Regions from separate parts of the Salmo salar genome. Here region 1 is linked to region 2. Evidence: chromatin contacts called from public Hi-C data. All regions are on one chromosome and are shown on one strand. The core of a region is the stretch at or near the end of the contact, and the rest is flanking DNA. Distances in the headings are between cores, read along the strand shown.

Region 1 (3,363 bases), core at 70-2,569, 130 kb before region 2:
ATCATTTGAATCTGTTTTGGTGCACTATGTCCTGCCCTATTCACGGTCAGACATAACATAGCCTAGAACAAAAAAATCCACAAAGAAAATCACAGCAGACTTAAGTCACTTAGCCAACTCAACTGGGGGTGTGCACCAATCCACTACAACTATCTTGAACAAGTACTATAGTAAGGTTTAGGTTCCATCCCTTATCTAGCACACCCGATTCTAATAATTAGCTGGTTGATTAGCTGAATCAGGTTAGTTAGATTTGAGGTTGGATCGAAATCTGACAGGACAGTAGCTTTCCATGAACAGGTTTGGAGAGACCAGCCCTATATAGTGTACTAATTTTGTCCATTGGTCAAAAGTAGTGCACTATGTAGGTAATAGGGTGCCACTTGGGACACTAAATGTGTGAATGCACTCATGGATGTTGGTGTCCATGCTAATCGTTAAAATAGAAAGCCTGTCCTCTCATGGTTTGAATGCATAAATGCTCTGCTACATCAACACACCACAGGTTTTGACCGCAGTAGTAGGTGCTTAAGTGGAAATTGAGCTTGGTCCAGAGAACACACTGTACTGCAAATGACCGTTCTAAATGACTATACCATACGGCTTGCTCGCTACTGTTGCTCTGTGGCAAATGTTTAAACCGTCGTTTGATGTTTACTGTACATTATAGAAGTCTTGTCACTTTCGGCCAAGCAAATAACATAATGAATGTCATAAGCTACATCAATTACAATAGAATACATATCAACACATTCAAATATACTGATAGACAGTTTTGCGCTTTAGAGGGGGGTTCGGCTATGGTGCACTTGGGGGATTTGATCTGCCTTGGCTCATTTAATTTGAGCGCACCTTATGAAGAATTGAGATCTAGGCCTAGTCATTTACCCACTGGTCTGCTAATCCTTCTAGCATGTGTGTATGATGGAGGACGTCATCCCTCTACCCCAATCACCACCTGGGGCGGCGTGTGTTTTGGCTGTGGCCTGGACGACCAGTAGACTCAACACACACACACACCAAACACACATAGGCAATGGGATACTGACGCTTATTCCCGTCACACACATTCCCCTCACACATGCAGCCAGAAACGTGTGTGTATGTGTACGTGCGTGTCTTTGCGAGATTGCATGTGTTCTGTGCATGCCTGTACATGCTCTCTGTGTGTGTGTGTGTGTGTGCCAGGATGGTAAAGAGACAGGACACCATGAATGTTTTTCTTCAGTTCCCTTGGCTCAACTTCACTTGTCAACACTGAACTTTACTCAGTCATCTGCTCTCTTCATCACCCCTCCCTCCATCCCTCAAGGCTGCATCCCAAATGGCACCCCATTGAACCCTGTTACAGGAGCACACTTCCTTAGCTGGCTCCAGTCTGTGCGATAGCACAGACACACTGAACTTCACTTAGCTGCTGCTACTACTATCCATTTGATACAGTTTTCCTACCTGCACACTTCACCCTTCAACCCCTCCTCCCTCTTTGCCTCTTTGGTGAGCTCTCTAAAATGTCAAGATGGCCCCCATGCAATGTCAAAGTCAGCACATTTGGTGTGAAGCAGTGTGCGTGTGTATGCCAATATGTCTACCTGAGTACTTAGTGTAGAGTGTGTGTGTGTGTGTGCGCATGTTTATGCATGCATGTGTTTGGGTTTAGCTACCCGCTGATGCTGCTCTTGCGGGACAGTGTGTTGCTGGGGGAGGCAGGGGGCGTCTGGTAACTGTAGCTGTAGTCTGATCCCTTCAGATCCAGGATCACCTGTTCAGAAGTAGGGAGAAAAAGAGTTTCAATGTGGGAGAACGAGAATATGGATAAGTGGGAGTTTCTAACACAGTGTGCGAGTACGTGGTTAAGTGCATTTGTAAAGGTATATTGATGTCAGTGTGTGTGTGTGGCACGAACAAGTGTGTGTGTGTGTGTGTGTGTCCATGTCTTTTTTGGTGAACATGTAGATGTCTGTGTCAAGTGTTTGGCTGTGTAAGAATCATCCATCGAACCTGTTCACTGGCCGGGGGTAGTTTGCTGGGCTCGGCCGTCAGGGTGCTCAGGTCTTCCAGGATGGTCTGCAGGTGGGTCACCTCTCCGAGCATGCTAATCTCATGATCCTGCACACAAACAACCACAGAACCCAGATCAGATCACAGACACACAACCAATCACCAAAAACCAGTCACCCCTATCCACAGATCCCAAATCAGTTCAGACACACAACCAACAAGTAGAAATCACCCCTAACCATATATTCCACGTCAGTTACCCAATTTCCTCAACCCTTAGGGGATGGAAATACAATTCATGACCAAGAGTATGTGGACACCTAATCGTCGAACATCTCATTCCAAAATCATGGGCATTTACAGTTGAAGTCGGAAGTTTACATACACCTTAGCCAAATACATTTAAACTCAGCTTTTCACAACTCAATTAGTATTTGGTAGCATTGCCTTTAAAATGTTTAACTTGGGTCAAACGTTTCAGGTAGCCTTCCACAAGCTTCCCACAATAAGTTGGGTGAATTTTGGTCCATTCCTCCTGACAGAGCTGGTGTAATTCAGTCAGGTTTGTAGTCCTCCTTGCTCACAGATGCTTATTCAGTTCTGCCCACACATTTTCTATAGGATTAAGGGGGCTTTATGATGGCCACCGTACTGCAAACCGTAGTCTGGAGTTTTTATGACAGTTTTGGAGCAGTGCTGAGCGGCCTTTCAGGTTATGTCGATATAGGACTCGTTTTACTGTGGATATAGATACTTTGTACCCGTTTCCTCCAGCATCTTCACAAGGTCCTTTGCTGTTGTTCTGGGATTGATTTGCACTTTTCGCACCAAAGTACGTTCATCTCTATGAGACAGAACACGTCTCCTTCCTGAGCGGTATGACGGTTGCGTGGTCCCATGGTGTTTATACTTGCGTAATATTGTTTGTACAGATGAACGTGGTACCTTCAGGCATTTGTAAATTGCTCCCATGGATGAACCAGACTTATGGAGGTCTACAATTTTTTTCTGAGGTGTTTCTGGGGCGGATTTCTTTTGATTTTCCCATGATGTCAAGACAAGAGGCACTGAGTTTGAAGGTAGGCCTTGAAATACATCCACAGGTACACTTCCAATTGACTCAAATGATGTCAATTAGCCTATCAGAAGCTTCTAAAGCTATGACATTTTCTGGAATTTCCCAAGCTGTTTAAAGGCACAGTCAACTTAGTGTATGTAAACTTCTGACCCCCTGGAATTGTGATACAGTGAATTATAAGTGAAATGATATGTCTGTAAACAACTGTTGGAAAAATTACTTGTGTCATGCACAAAGTAGATGTCCTAACCGACTTGACAAAACTATAGTTTGTTAACAAGAAA
Region 2 (3,506 bases), core at 976-3,475:
CAGCATCATGGTTTGGGCCTGCTTTTCTTCAGCAGGGGCAGGGAAGATGGTTAAAATTGATGGGAAGATGGATGGAGACAAATACAGGACCATTCTGGAAGAAAACCTGATGGAGTCTGCAAAAGACCTGAGACTGGGACGGAGATTTGTCTTCCAACAAGACAATGATCCAAAACATAAAGCAAAATCTACAATGGAATGGTTCACAAATAAACATATCCAGGTGTTAGAATGGCCAAGTCAAAGTCCAGACCTGAATCCAATCGAGAATCTGTGGAAAGAACTGAAAACTGCTGTTCACAAACGCTCTCCATCCAACCTCACTGAGCTCGAGCTGTTTTGCAAGGAGGAATGGGCAAAAATGTCAGTCTCTCGATGTGCACAACTGATAGAGACATACCCCAAGCGACTTACAGCTGTAATCGCAGCAAAAGGTGGCGCTACAAAGTTTTAACTTAAGGGGGCTGAATAATTTTGCACGCCCAATTTTTCCGTTTTTTATTTGTTAAAAAAAGTTTGAAATATCCAATAAATTTCATTCCACTTCATGATTGTGTCCCACTTGTTGATTCTTCACAAAAAATTACAGTTTCATATCTTTATGTTTGAAGCCTGAAATGTGGCAAAAGGTCGAAAAGTTCAAGGGGGCCGAATACTTTCGCAAGGCACTGTATATATATATATATATATATATATATATATATATATTATTTTCTGATGCAATTCGTGTGATAGGTTACGAATCCAATTCATTGTGCTTAAGATCCTGTAGTGCATCTTTTAAAGGTAGACTCAGCGAAATTAAGTTGCAACAAGCAGCACTGCAGATAGAGATGATCGAGATGCAAGACTTTGCTCTCACACAGTATCTATGCATGTGCACGGGTTTCTGGGGTATGAAAAGGAAAATAGCCTCTAAGCAGTTTACATTATATTGCATAAGTAATATCATCAGTAGGACTGCATTCCACATGGTATGCAAACCTGTTGCTATCTGAATGGCAAAGTATAAATGGAATCCTTGGGACATCCCCCCCATTGAAGTAGACATTTAAAAAGGTTATGGTTAGGATATGGACTTCCCATGAACCCAGATAGGGTTAGTGCTTACTGAATGGTTAGAATAGCCTGCCATCTGGTGGATAAAGTGAGGGAAAAGCCATTTCTTACACTGAGTGTAATATGAAGTGCAAAATACAAAGCCAGTCTTGCCCAAGCTGTCCATTCTCGCTACACACATGATAACAAGGACATGGAACCATGGAAATAAGTTGGCAGACTTTGTGCTCAACATATGTATGCATTGTCGTACTCAATGAATGAGGCAACTTTATGTATTTAATATCTGTCCAATAAAAATAATGCATTCATTCAGTGCTAGTGGCATAGTAACGAGGAAAAAAACAGTTTGTTGAAAATAGTATATTTAATACAAAGGATCCATAGAAAATCCTGCATTTGTAGTGCATGTATATCAACATGGAAAAGAACACTCAAGTGAAGTCATGATAGCCACCTATCAAACTTTTTGAATGGACATTTTCCAAAAATAAACATTACCAATGATCCACAACTCTCAGAATTTGGTTACAGTGGTGAAGAACAATTTATAGGAAATGTGGACAAAAACAATATTAGATTCTCTGAAAATATTGCATCTGGTCTCTTTTCTATTGATCGGTCAGGGTTCTGTGGATTTCAAAATGATTGTCTGAGACCATGAATGAATGACGAAAAAAAAAGTATTTTACATTTATTTTTAAGAAGTACTTAACATTGTGTAATGGTTTAAAATGTAAGACAGAACAAACATCTGGCATGGAAAAGACCAGTGGGTCATTGGTCTTACTGCCTTGTGTAGCAAGTGCTAAGGAGCCATATGAAACCAACTATGTTGCCTTGAAAGAGACTGTCAATAGTGCGCTGCTTTGAATGCATTTGTAACTCTAGTTTCTCAACTAGATTCAATTAGACGTTTAAACTGTTTCTGGTTGGCATATGAATATTGTCTCTTAAGGATGTCTTAATACATGGCCCCACAACTTTACAAGAACATTATAGGCCTTCAATACACTTTTTGTACACCTGTGGAATAATATAATATTTGATGTGGCCACCTAGTGGTTGTATGATAAGTTTATACATTTCCAGTTTGGTAATAGCAATGTGTCTTAAGGCACTGGCTCGAGATCAAATGCTGCTGGGGCAGTAACAGAAGCTCAGAGTATGCAATTGGCCAAGGCACCATCTGGACAAACATGTACAAGAGAAAACAGATAGCACAAAATGACAATTCTCTCTGGATGATAAAAATAGGTGCGTTTCCCTGAAGCTTAATAGCTGACAGTACACCTTCTCCACCACCCAGACCCATATCAGTGAGAAAGTAGCAACATTTAGTAGTCAATCTGTATGTGAACGAATTACGAGTGGTGTCTGGGTTGTCAAGATAAATAAAATACAACATTGGCTACAAAGCTTTCAGGAAAGTCACCCCAGATTGGTGAGAATGCATATGGGCCTTAAACATAGATTGCCTAATTATCCTAGTCTCAAATTGAGCCTGATCATGGTGATAAACTGACCCTGTAATTCTTAATTCAAACATATTACTTTTAAGTTTTTACTGCAAATAAATCAAGGGAATAGCCCCCCCTTAAACTTATCGTCTGGTTTAAAAAAAATAGAATAAACAGCTACATTTAAGGTCTAACAGATTGAAAAACTACCAGGAATGATACAACAACAAAAAACTCAGCTTGGCAAGCTTGAGTTCTCGTTTGTGAAAGATGCTAATATAGACACAGATACCATTCTCATTTCAGAGAATCCATCAAACGTCATGGCATGGTAAATGTAATGTGTTTCTACACTTTCAAAATTGATTTACAATGGAAAACCAATGCAACAAAAGAGTTAATCTCAAAGATTTAGCTGAGAAGTTACGTTGGCGTTTGAGTTTTCAAACATTAACAAGAGGGGTATACAACAAAGCAACCTATAGCTACACAGGGTTTTCCCATTTCAGCTCAGGCTTCATCCGTACTATGACGGTGGATATTGCTGTTCCGTCTGCCGCGAACTCTAGCAAGCTTATAACTGCATGTCGCTCGTGGCTAGTTGAACGGTGAACTCTTCATTGAGACAATGCAGAAACATCAATCCATGGGCAAGTCAGTGCCATTTTAATTTGTGCCGAAAAGTTAAGCAAATTCAGCAGGCTGTTGTGTGAAATAGACTTTTAGGAGTGCCGTCTTTATTTTATTACTTTGCTGTGGTTATCAATGCACTAGCACCTTTATTCCAGACTCCCATCAATAAAATAATTGAATTAAGTTATAAAAGGTTTTACTGTGCGTCAAGTTTCAAATGCATTTGTCATTACTTAATGTGTAATGTGATTGTTTTTGTTAAAATAGTAATTTTAAAATATCTATTGATGAATAAATATTTAAAAATCAGTCATCTTCCTCAAATTAAGTGGATGATAACGCAATCTTGGCGAG

The links. A called contact is a pair of places that touch in the nucleus more often than the background predicts.
Region 1: a contact with region 2 is called in a Hi-C map of muscle, with 7 times the contacts expected there. The contact joins two enhancer-like sites. A contact is called at or near these places in 2 of 3 Hi-C or Micro-C datasets (gill and muscle).

The regions. Positions count from the first base shown.
Region 1 is chrssa12:42,047,002-42,050,364 of Ssal_v3.1, reverse strand. It overlaps mtss1 (MTSS I-BAR domain containing 1), which reads right to left. Exons shown (of 14, transcript XM_014131670.2): 8 at 2,002-2,109; 9 at 1,665-1,762. Among protein-coding and RNA genes, the nearest start is that of mtss1, 95 kb to the right of the region's middle. Within about 2 kb of position 1,319, at least 1 of the 13 cell types and tissues checked has an H3K27ac peak or open chromatin away from gene starts, as enhancers often do. A contact at or near this core is called in muscle, where this site is marked.
Region 2 is chrssa12:41,921,855-41,925,360 of Ssal_v3.1, reverse strand. It overlaps osgn1 (oxidative stress induced growth inhibitor 1), which reads right to left. Exons shown (of 6, transcript XM_014131667.2): 6 at 1,408-3,506. Among protein-coding and RNA genes, the nearest start is that of osgn1, 20 kb to the right of the region's middle. Within about 2 kb of position 2,225, at least 1 of the 13 cell types and tissues checked has an H3K27ac peak or open chromatin away from gene starts, as enhancers often do. A contact at or near this core is called in muscle, where this site is marked.